Regions from separate parts of the Mus musculus genome. Here region 1 is linked to region 2. Evidence: chromatin contacts called from public Hi-C data. All regions are on one chromosome and are shown on one strand. The core of a region is the stretch at or near the end of the contact, and the rest is flanking DNA. Distances in the headings are between cores, read along the strand shown. Region 1 overlaps Nell2 (NEL-like 2). Region 2 overlaps Tmem117 (transmembrane protein 117).

Evidence for each region. Hi-C and Micro-C count contacts between places; a contact is called where the count stands out from the background.
Region 1: a Hi-C map of pancreatic cancer cells shows a contact between it and region 2, with 3 times the contacts expected there. The contact joins two enhancer-like sites.

Annotation. Positions count from the first base shown.
Region 1 is chr15:95,367,568-95,373,173 of GRCm38.p6, forward strand. All of the region lies in intron 12 of Nell2 (NEL-like 2), which reads right to left. Among named protein-coding and RNA genes, the nearest start is that of Gm31370, 100 kb to the right of the region's middle. Within about 2 kb of position 3,559, at least 45 of the 459 cell types and tissues checked have an H3K27ac peak or open chromatin away from gene starts, as enhancers often do. A contact at or near this core is called in pancreatic cancer cells, where this site is marked.
Region 2 is chr15:95,012,412-95,018,624 of GRCm38.p6, forward strand. The region is part of intron 6 of Tmem117 (transmembrane protein 117); the gene reads left to right. Gm30953 (a long non-coding RNA gene) reads right to left here. Exons shown (of 2, transcript XR_384364.4): 2 at 3,644-3,876. Among named protein-coding and RNA genes, the nearest start is that of Gm52203, 20 kb to the left of the region's middle. Within about 2 kb of position 4,175, at least 23 of the 459 cell types and tissues checked have an H3K27ac peak or open chromatin away from gene starts, as enhancers often do. A contact at or near this core is called in pancreatic cancer cells, where this site is marked.

The DNA.
Region 1 (5,606 bases), core at 2,309-4,808, 350 kb after region 2:
TGTCTGAGCAAATGATCTTGGGCAAGTCATTTAATTTCCAAGACTGCACTAGGAAAGGGCAGGGATGATGTCGGGAGAGAGATGGAAAGACTGTAAGAGCCAGAAGCGGCGACAAAGAGGCAGCATGGACAGACATGATGGTGAGGCTGCGCACAGAGTCTCTCTGTGGCTGTGGCTGGCGGCATGCACGGGGTCTGTGAAAGACAGAGCTGGAAAAAAATCTCAGCACGGAGAAGGGAGGTGAGTAAAAAAATCCAGGTTAGGACAGAGAGGTAAGTCAGTTTCCTTTTAAGAATGTGGCCCTTGGTGAGCAGAACACAATGATCCAGTGGGGGGAGGGAGAGGGGGGCACACACTCAAGAGTACCTGGGCTGCCCAAATTGCACTTGATGGATTAAAACAGTAATTTTATTATTATTTATTATATAATAGTTGTTATTAACAGATGGTGACTTATACACATACATGCAAAAAACACACATGCAAACAAACAAATAAAATGGATATTAGAATGATAAAGATCAAACCCAACTCCAGAAAACAATTCTCCAATAAGAAGTTATATGCTTTGGGTTTCAGATTATACCAAACTCTTACACACATACACATGCACACACACACACACACACACACACACACACACACACACACCACACTTGACACATCTGACTAGGTTCTATAATTATATATGACGTGCGGTTTTTTACATGATTCACTTCTGTCAGACAATCTCTCTTCTCAGTGCCTCATCAAAGGCCTGGAGCGCAAACTCCTGGTAGCCGTGACAAGTGTAGTCAGGGAAGGGCTCCTTCCTTATGACTGACATGGACAGATGTGGCTGTGATATCCAGAATCTCCAGCACTGAAGAGAAATTTACTGGCTGGGTCCTGGGGTCACTGACCAAGAACTAGGACATGACCCTCACAGGTGAGGAGAGACGATAGTGTCCAAGCATCAAGAGGGCCCAGGCGTGTCCGATTGAAAATGAAAACCGACATGCAGCCGAGGAGCGTTCTGAAAATACAGTCCCCCAACTAAATTCTGGACAAAGGGCAGACATCACATATGAACTAAAAAGAGATGAGATGAAGCGTAAGTGCTTAAAACTGTAGTGAGAACTCACTGGAGACACACAACAGGAAATGGGGAGAGAAAGATACATAAGTTTAAAGGGGAAATGAGGTGAATATAGCATTCATAGGACACAGAAACACCAGTGTATTTTCAGATATCTTACTTCTTTTATATCTAAATTCTGGGCAAGCTGTGAGGTCGTTTGATTGTCAACTTGACATCAGCTATGGTTTTCTGGGAAAAGGAACCTTGATTAAGAAAATGCCTCCATCATATCGATACATAGACAAGTCTATGGGGCATTTTCTTGATTAGTAATTGGGGTAGGCAGGCTCAGCCCACTGGAGGCAGAGCCACCCTTGAGCCAGTGGTCCAGAGTCGTACAAGGAAACAGTCAGAGCAAGTCATGGAGAGCAAGATGTAGGCAGAGTTCCTCCACGGTGTCTACTTCAGTGCTTGACTCCAAGTCCCTGCCTCGGCCTCCCTAAATGGACTACGACCAGGGTGTGGAAGCAAATAAGACCCTTTCTTTGTAAATGAGGAAAATACCTAATAAAAAATATATTAAAAAAAAAAAACCTTTCTTCCCAAGATACTTCTGTTGTGGTGTTTTATTACAATGATAGACAACCTAACTGGTATCCTGTAAAGTTCCATTAAAAACCAAGAAGAGAAGTAACATAAAGGACAGAAGCAGAGGGTTGGAAGCAAAGTCCTTGAGGTCTCCTTTCCCCTCTCTCTCTTCTTGAGACCCATGTCTTCTGTGACATGCTCCTTAGAGCTTCAAACTGGTTCTTCTGTCACCTCTGCAACCAAATCAGAGATGTTCATGTCCCCAGTTGCATCTGGCAGCTCCATTAGCAAGGATGCCTTTTGGTCCTTCTGGGCTTTTCTTGGTCACCCAGAAGTCGATGTACCTTTATTGTGTCTGTCAGAAACTGATGTGTGAAAAATCCATTCTCTAAACCCACATGCTAGCAGTTCTAGGGGGTGGGGTCCTTGAGGAGACATGAGGAGTTCCAGTAGTGGCTTTATAAAGGAGAGAATGGGGGGAGCATATTTATTTGGAATCAGCACGTGGCCTTATCATGAGGCACGAGGGAGACTTTTACCAGATGTGAGCAGGTGTCAGTGCCTGCTCTAGGTCCTTCACAGATTCCCCAGCAGGACGAGCCAACACAACTTCTATAACAGCAACTTCTGTTGCTTGTAAAGTAACTGGTCTTGGGTATTCTGCTGTAGCTACAGAAAATATGCTAAGGAGTATCCAGCATTCGCTTGGAATCTGCTCTTCTTTGGGGGTCTAGGGAGCTGCCCTCTGCTCTCTTTCTCCCGAAATTTTATCTATCACACTACTTTTGTAATTTTTTTAAATAAAATACTCAAATGTTCCTGAAAATTCTCTAAGTAATTCTTTCTATCTGCTCAAGGGTCATTTACATACTTAATGTTGTTGTATATCCAACTGTCACTGAATGCCACATCCACTCATATTTAAACAAATATGCCATAAACAGAACAAACCTAAGACCGTTTTCTCAACCTCTCCCTTAAGTGAGCCTCATCAACATTCACCTTCTTTTGACTCAAAGCCAGAGAATCAACTTCCACGCCTTCTTCCTCATCTCATCCACTATCACCAGTCAGTCCTCAGAACCTGGTAGTTTTACCCCACAGATGCTCTTAAGGGTACCCATTTCTCCATTACCATTTAAGTATCACCAGTTCCCAGCGGGCTGTCTTCCCCCATTTCTGCCTTACAGCTGAAGTGATTTCCTTAAAAATAGGTGACCAAAACCTTTGTGCCTCAATGAAACTCTGTTATGGATTGAAATGTTCAAGTCCTGGAACACTTTGTGCAGATACCCACGTATTGTGGGGTGCTCCCTCTACACCCCAGATTAGGCACAGACCATGCACTAAATAGTGATTTCCAAGGGCAAAATAAATGCAAAGAGATCCTTTGTTAGGCAAGGAAAAGAGAAAAGGTGGCTGAACCTGAAGTGGGCAGGACCAGGAGCAAGTAGCTTCGCCAACTGTTAATTTTAAGAAGGATAATGTGTCAGGATGTGTTGGGAAGTTCTGAGTGCGTGTTCTAATTAGGGTAGGCAACATAATGAAATTTGATTGCTGGACCTTGGTATTTGATAGCTGGACCTTGGTGATCAGCCTCAGGAATGAGTCAGGTATTACAAAGTGGCCAAATAAGGAAATAGACCTTGGTGGTTAGCTTTAGGAATGTAATCGCAAAGTTAAGCAAGGGAGAGGGAAAGGGGAGGGGTTAAGCCTGCCAGTGCCATGTTCACCATGCTCAGACCTGCCAGAGCCCTTGACTTTGTCTCCAGAGGCCATCACTATTCGGGGAGACTGTGTAACCTTTGGGATGGGGATCCTAGACGCACAAAGCAGGTCACTTACAGAGAGGCTCTTCAGGCTCGTACACTGCTTCTTTCTTGTGCCGTCTCTGCTTCCTGACTGTCTGCATCATGTACCAGCTGCTCCACACTCCTGCTGCCAACACTGAGCCACCCCGTCCCTCGAGCCTGCTCTGCGAGGAGGACGGCAGAGATCACTTTTGCTCTTTGCTTTGTCACAGTGACTGGGTCGATGAGGAGATGCGTGTGGCAGCCTTTGGCATCCAATGCTCCGCTTCTCCTCCTGCCTCGCAAGGGCACCACTGCCTCCTCCCTCTGACTCACTCGGTCTGCCCTTTATCTCCTAACGTGCTTCTTTCCTCCCAAGAAGCCTGGCCCTTCCACATAAGAGATTCCTTCTATCCCATCTAAGGCTAGCTGGCTTCACTCACCCTTCACAGTTCAGAATTAAACTCTGCACAAAATTTTCCGAATCCCAACACTTACCTAGACTGGGCTCCTAGGTAATCTATTTCTCTTTCAAGGTGCTTGTGACATGTTAGTAAAGTGTTTTTAATAATAAATTTGTTGTCTTTTCTGCCTGAGATTGTATTAGCTATGAGCATCTCCACGTATGCCTTCACATTTAGCACTAACCTTGTACAAGAATAATAAATGTTTGTGTGGTAAATAAATCAACTTTAGCATTCACTGATACTGGAGTAGCGCTGGACGGGCACACTACCGTCAAGATCAATAGCCACAATTATAGCTGCAACATTAAAACAACCTCACAGATTTAGGAAATAAAATTTATGTCACTAACAAACAATCGTTCACTTACTTTTAATGTAAAAATCTATTTTGTTTTCTTTACAGGGCAAGGCTCTAGCAAACCAGAGGGTGATAAGTAACATCAACAATCAAAATATGTATTATGTCTAAAAAGTCAATCAACAGTTAGCAACAATGCTAGGACAAAAATAGAAGGCGAATTTGTTAATAATATATATATGTGTGTATATATGTATATATATGTGTATATATATATGTGTGTGTGTGTGTGTGTGTGTGTGTGTGTGTGTGTGTGTATGCTATAGATGATAGATTGATATATAGTTAAAATATAATTTTTAAACAAGAGGAGGAGGTCATGATTTTGATTCCCAGTACTGTATAAAGCAGATGTGGCATTGCCAGACTAAACTTGTAAGGTCAGAGCTTTGGTTGGTGGTGGCATATAGTACCAGAAGTTCAAGGTCATCCCTGGCTATATAGGGACTTCAAGGCCAGACTGGGGATACATGAGACCATACCTCAAGATAACATTGAAAGACTGTTTCCCTAACGACCAATACAGTGTGAATAGCCAGAAGTACAAAAGGATTAGATGCCCTCATCTATAAAAATTTCAAAATCTCTCCAACATCTTTCCATCATTTTCTCAAGTTTTGGAGGTTACATCTTCAAATAACCAAGAACAAGGTTATAAAACATTTCAGCATTATACATTCAAGATGTGAACAACCATATGTGAATACAAGCTTGCAGGGGAACCAAACTGAACAAATTTTAAGCAAAGAATGTCTTTAAATCTCTAGCTTCTTAGATTGTTGCCCATCTCTCTATAAATGATAACAATATCTATGTGTTGCTTAACCTCCAAATTCTGACTCCCCTGGAGTCCTTTTTGAGTCCTACACCATTATAAACCATCTGCATGGCCTGTTGGCTTCTGCTCTGAAAATACACTGTGAATGCATTTACCCTCATTACCATCTCTGTCATTTTTTGACTTATGCCAGGCCATCTTTCCCGAAACTTCCACAACAGCCCTTTCCCTGGTCTCTCCGTGAATATACAGTTCATCTCCCACATTGCCACCAGTTCATTACCTGTCCCATATCAGTACAGGAATATCTACATGAAACCATGGCCTGATGTCCTTACAAACTGGTGACCTGTGCTAGCCCTACTAATTCTTCAACTGAGGCTTCTACTTTGCTTTTCCCATTATATCATTTTTCTCTCTGTCTCTAAAGCATTCCAATTTTACTTCTACGGGATTTATAAATTAAAGCTCCAAACCTCCAAGTTCTACAAGCTGCTCCTTCTAGTTGGAATGTGCTGTCCCACATCTTTCTAAGTCTTTATCTTATCATCAAGAGACCTGAGGG
Region 2 (6,213 bases), core at 2,925-5,424:
CTAGAGGCAAAGAGGGGCCTTTATGAGAGCTATTGTGTTGCTGAAAAGCAGAACAATAGTGTTTTGTTTTGTTACATATCCTGGGCATTGGCTTCCATGTGGTACTTACAGTGTATCACGGCTTCTAATGGGCTGTATTTTAAAATACATTATAGTTTAAAACTATCTGAAGACATAAGCTTGAAAACTTTTGTGTCTTCTAGAAATACATATGTGTCTTTTTCATTTTCTGCAAGACACTAGCATGGTGGAGAGAGCCTTGGGCATGAGGTCAGATATGATTGGTGGGCTCCATCTGTATCGCATTAGTTGCAGGACCTAGTCTACGGAACTCCAATTTGAGTTTTTAACAATTATGCAATAATCTATCAGGTATTTCTATAACAAGTCCATCTTATCTTATTCTGTTTCCTAATTAATATCTTCCCAATGTTAAACTCTCACGCCAGTTGACTGGCCCACATGTACTCCCCAGACCCCATTTACAGTCAAAGGTACAGACAGCCTAGTAGAGTGTTAGCGCCTTTGATTTGTGCAGATGTGGGTGCTGCACCTCCTTCGAATGACAGTGCAAGCTTTCCCTTCTTCTGTGTTCATGCAAATTTTAAGTATTCCTCCAAGTAGAATCACTAAAAAGCCAAGGACATCAAGTGGAAAAACACTGTATTAGAATTTCTACAAATTAGAGATTCATTCAAAAAGTGCTCAATAAAGACAAGCAGATGAAGGGAAAGCCAGTCAGGACTGCAACACAAAAGGCCTTCTAGGCTATTTTTTTTAATGCATAAAAATATACAGTCAGTAAAATGCTGATGTGTCCAGAGTAGCCAGAGACCAGTTGACAAGATGAAATGTCTGCGATGAGGAATAACTCAATTTCAACCATGTTGGCTGCAAGTAATATGGAGCCTGCCAGTGACATTTCATCAGAGGGGGAAGGCATGTCCCCTTCACAGGGACACTGCAGGCATCTCACTAGGAAGGGCTCCATTGTCTCTTCAAAGAGGAGACCCAATCAACAGAAAACAGACCAAGTCTTTGCTCCCCTCTTGCAGCAAAGCAGCTTCTTCGATTTTCAGGGGTTTCTTTTTTTCTTTTCTTCTTTTTAGATATTTTCTTTATTTACATTTCAAATGTTATCCCCTTTCCTGGTTTCCCCTCTGGTTTCCCCTCTGAAAGCCCCCTATCCCCTCCCCACTTCCCCTGCTCACCAACCCAACCCACTCCCACTTCCTGGCCCTGGCATTTCCCTACACTGGGGCTTAAAGCCTTCACAGGACCAAGGGCCTCTCCTCTCATTGATGATGGAATAGGCCATCCTCTGCTACATATGCAGCTGGAGCCATGAATCCCACTATATGTATTCTTTGGTTGGTGGTTTAGTCCCAGGGATCTCTTGGGGTACTGTTCATATTGTTGTTCCTCCTACAGGGCTGCAAACCCCTTCAGCTCCCTGGGTACTTTCTCTAGCTCCTTCATTAGGGACCCTGTGCTCCTTCGAATGGATGGCAGTGAGCATCTACTTCTTTACTTTTTTATTTTTTATTAGGTATTTTCCTCATTTACATTTCCAATGCTATCCTAAAAGTCCCCCATACCACCCCCCCCACTCCCCTACCCACCCACTCCCACTTCTTGGTCCCGGCGTTCCCCTGTACTGAGGCATATAAAGTTTGTACAACCAATGGGCCTCTCTTTCCACTGATGGCTGACTAGGCCATCTTCTGATACATATGCAGATAGAGATACGAGCTAGAGAAAGTACCCAAGGTGCTAAAGGGATCTGTAACCCTATAGGTGGAACAACAATATGAACTAACCAGTACCCCCTGGAGCATCCACTTCTGTATTTGTTAGGCACTGGCAGAGCCTCTCAGAAGAGAGCTATATCAGGCTCCTGTCAGCAAGGACTTCTTGGCATTCACAATAGTGTCTGGGTTTGGTGATTGTAAATGGGATGGATCTCCAGGTGGGGCAGTCTCTGGATGGTCATTCCTTCAGGCTCTGCTCCGAACTTTGTCGCTGTAACTCTTTTCATGGGTATTTTGTTCCCTCTCCTAAGAAGGATTGAAGTTTCCACACTTTGGTCTTCCCTCTTCTTGAGTTTCATGTGGTTTGTGACTATTATCTTGGGTATTCCGCCTGCTAAAAAAATGGGGTGCAAGTCTAAACAAAGAATTCTCAACTGAGGAATATCAAATGGCTGAGAAGCACCTAAAAATGTTCAATATTCTTAATCATCAGGGAAATGCAAATCAAAACAACCCTGAGATCCCACCTCACACCAGTCAGATTGGCTAAAATCAAAAACTCAGGTGACAGCAGATGCTGGCAAGGATGTGGAGAAAGAGAAACATTCTTCCACTGCTGGTGGGATTGCAAGCTTGTACAACCACTCTGGAAATCAGTTTGGCGGTTCCTCAGAAAATTAGATATAGTACTACCGGAGGACCCAACAATACCACTCCTGGGCACATACCCAGAAGATGCTCCAACATGTAATAAGGACACATGCTCCACTATGTTTATTACAGCCTTATTTATAATTACCAGGAGCTGTAAAGAACCCAGATGTCCCTCAACAGAGGAATGGATACAGAAATTATGGTACATTTACACAATGGAGTACTACTCAGCTATTAAAAAACAATGAATTTATAAAATTCTTAGGCAAATGGATAGATCTGGAGGATATCATCCTGAGTGAGGTAACCCAATCCCAAAAGGACACACATGATATGCACTCACTGATAGGTGGCTATTAGTCCAGAAGCTCAATTTTCAGTTTGTAAGGAGGGAAAGGGTTACGGCTGGCACTCCTGAGGCTAACCACTGTCCAGTACCTGTGCCCCATGCGTATTCTCTAGGGGTTGTCCAGCACCAATCCCCAAATGACAGGTCAGTGTAGGAGAATGCAAACCAGGGCTAGAGATACAGTTTGAAAGGAAAGAAGAAACTGGGTCCTGAAAACTCAAATCATAGACATTACTAAGAGGAAGAGGTGTTGAGATGGGTCTTTAGAAGAGCTCTTGGATCCTTTGCCCTGTCCTCCAACCCTGTGTCACTCCATGCAATTGACAGATGAATCCTTCTCCATCTCATGTCTCCTTCCTCTGCTCTTAGCCCAATATGGAGTCTCCTCTCTCCCATTACAAAGAAGCAATGGGACCCTCTTCCTCCTCTTCCCTTCCGCCATATCCTCTAGATTTCATGCTCTTCCAAGAAGAAAGGACGTGTGGGTTTTGTTTTTGTTTTTTTTCATGTTACTTCTCAGCCACAAACATTACCAGCAGCTCTTCCTGATCCCAGAATGAAGTTCCCGGTCCATCGCTCATCCCTCAGGACCCTCCACTGTATGGTGCTGGCTGTGATTCCTCCTGTGTGTCCTGTGTTCCACCCCACCCCACCCTGAAGGTCTTCATTCCTCATCCCACTATATTCTCATTCCCAGGATATCCAGGGGCCTCTTTGTCCCAGCCAGACACTGTCTCCCCTGCTCTACTGAGCATTGAGGATGATAGTCCCCCTTCTGGAAGGCACATTATCACCTCCCACAGTTCCTCTCACCACACTGCAGACCCTCATGCTCCCTTTTCCTCACTCCTGTATTCCTTGCACTCGTGACTGCAGTGCTTTTAGTTCACAGGAGTGGCCCATAATACTTGCTTGGTAAGGATGGACAAATAGAAGTTCAGGTCCGAGGCTTGTGGTCCTCACACAGAATTTCTGGACCCAGCCCATGTGGGAAGGGCGCTAACTCAGGAAACGGTCTTGGAATGCATATGTGCTTCCAGCACTTGAACGCGCAGCATACAGGTATCCTCACAAGTTCATGGCCATCCAAACTGTGAGCCAATTCACACTGTCGTCATCATGCTTCAGATGAAAGAGAAATGGAAAATTAGTAAAATCGGGGAAAAGTGGAAAGACTGCTTTCCTTAAGAGCTCCAGCCTTTTAGAACATTTAAATGACTAAAAAGAATTTGATTCTGGGCTTTTCTAAAGGCAGGTGATTGCCACCTGCACTACAGAAAAATGGTATCACATTTGAGTCAGAAATTAAATACAGCGTTAGACTTTCCTTTCTGGTGCCTTGGCTTAAGGCTACTGTGTGTTAAGCATGAATTCTGCCCCAGGCTCACTCCAGCCCTTGGAATGTGATACTGTCTCTACAAAGGTTTCATTTTTAAGAAAATGAGTAAGACAAGAATGCATCTCTTGGAGGAAATAGAATTACTTTGTGTATAATCATGAAATAGGATTTTTCTACATTCATCATTAAAACTACTTGTTTCACATTCTTTGTGGTTTTGGTAAAGTAATCAGAAATAAGATAAAAGCAGATTCCAGGAAATGATGCATGACTCGTAAGATCAATGTGTTATAGGACATGAGTAAAGTTTAAAGAGAATATCTGTCTTAAGAAACTTTATCCCACAATCCCTTTTCTGTCTCTGGTGACATCATTCAATCTCGGTTTTCCCTCATTCCACTGCTTGAGTGTTTGGCTCGTAGTATGCACAGCCCACTCTTTTGGATCAGTTGATAAAAGAAGACCAAAGCAGTTGAAACTGATTGCAGAATAGACAAGTAGCGAGTGTCAGAAGAATCCCCTAAGGAAAGATGAGCATAGACAGGGGTAGACAGTAGGGGGGGGGGGGAGCTATGCAAGGAACCAATGAGAGCAGAGGATGATCAGACTAACTAGGCAACCAATCAAGGACTGTGTCCTCTAGGGCTGCAGGATTGCCATCCAAATGAGATCTTCTCTGTTCAGGTAGGACAGGAAACACATTAATTCCTGGTGTGCAACTGGGGAAAGAAGACAGAGGAAATAGGGTTTAAAGGTCCCAAGGGTATCATCTACAGAGCCGATGGGTGCATAGCATGGATTACCGTTTAAAGGAAGTATGAGTGGAGGGCTGGTTAATTTGAGGGAGGATGGCCATTATTTAGAATTCTTTGAGTAGAAAGGGCTTAGCAGTGTTCTTTGCACTTTGGAAATCCTTCCCTGCTCCTCTTCCAGGCATTTCTGTATCTAACATGAAGGGTGATAAGTAAACTCATCTACATACAACAAGGGATAGTGTGTGTCTCTGTGTGTCTCTGTGTGTGTATGTGTGTGTATTTCTATGTGTGTTTGTATGTGGGGGTCTGTGTGTGATTCTGTGTGTGTCTGTGTATGTGTGTGTATGTCTGTGTATCAGTGTGTGTGTTTGTATGTGGGGGTCTGTGAATCTGTGTGTGTGTCTGTGTCTGTGTATGTGTGTGTCTGTGTATGTGTGTGTTATCTGTTTGTGTATATATGTATTTGTGTGTGTCTGTGTTTGTCATTGTGTCTGTGTGTCTGTGTGTGTATATCTCTGTGTGTGTCTGTGTGTATGCCTCTCTGTGTGTGTCTATGTGAATGTCTCTGTGTGTGTCTGTGTGTGTCTTTGTGTCTGTGTGTGTCTGTCTCTGTGTGTATCGTGTGTATGTGTCTGGATGTGTGTATGTGTGTCTGTGTGTATGTGACTGGGTGTTTATCTATATGTGTGTCTGTGTGTCTCTGTGTGTGTTTGTCTCTGTCTCTGTCTCTCTCTGTGTGTGTTAGACAAGAAAATGAAGGGAGGGGATCAAAGGAAGGAGGCAGGAAGAAGAATAGAAAAACAAGTGTGAAGAACCAAAAAGAAGGAATGATGAGCAGAATTCTCCAAAGAAGGAATGATGAGCAGAATTCTCCAATGTCCATCAGGAACAATAATGGGTGAGGTGGGCAATGGCAGAGACCATTGGGCCTGATGGTGTATGTCCATTCTTCAGTACTCATCACTCAGAGATGCTTTACATCTCTTTAACTGGACTCCGGTGAATTGCTAAGAGAGACTATTATAGTGATGATTAAATTGCTAACTAGACTGATGTAATCTATTGGCAGCTGCTTAACCCAGGAAGCAGAGGAAAAAATGGGAAGAGATCTGTGAATGTATACATAGGTGCACTTATACAGCTTAGACACTGTGGAACCCCAAGCTAGCATTGCTTAGTTAACCATTAGCTGTCATCTGGGTAGTAGAGCAAGATGATGAAGAGTCTGGGTACTGAAATCCGGCTTCCATGAATGCAACCCCAGGTGTGGCCTTTCATAGCCGTGTGATTTGGATACCGGGTACTTACTGAAGCTGGCCTTATCCTGGTTGGTTATGGCTCAAGATTCCGTGGAATTCTCCTTCA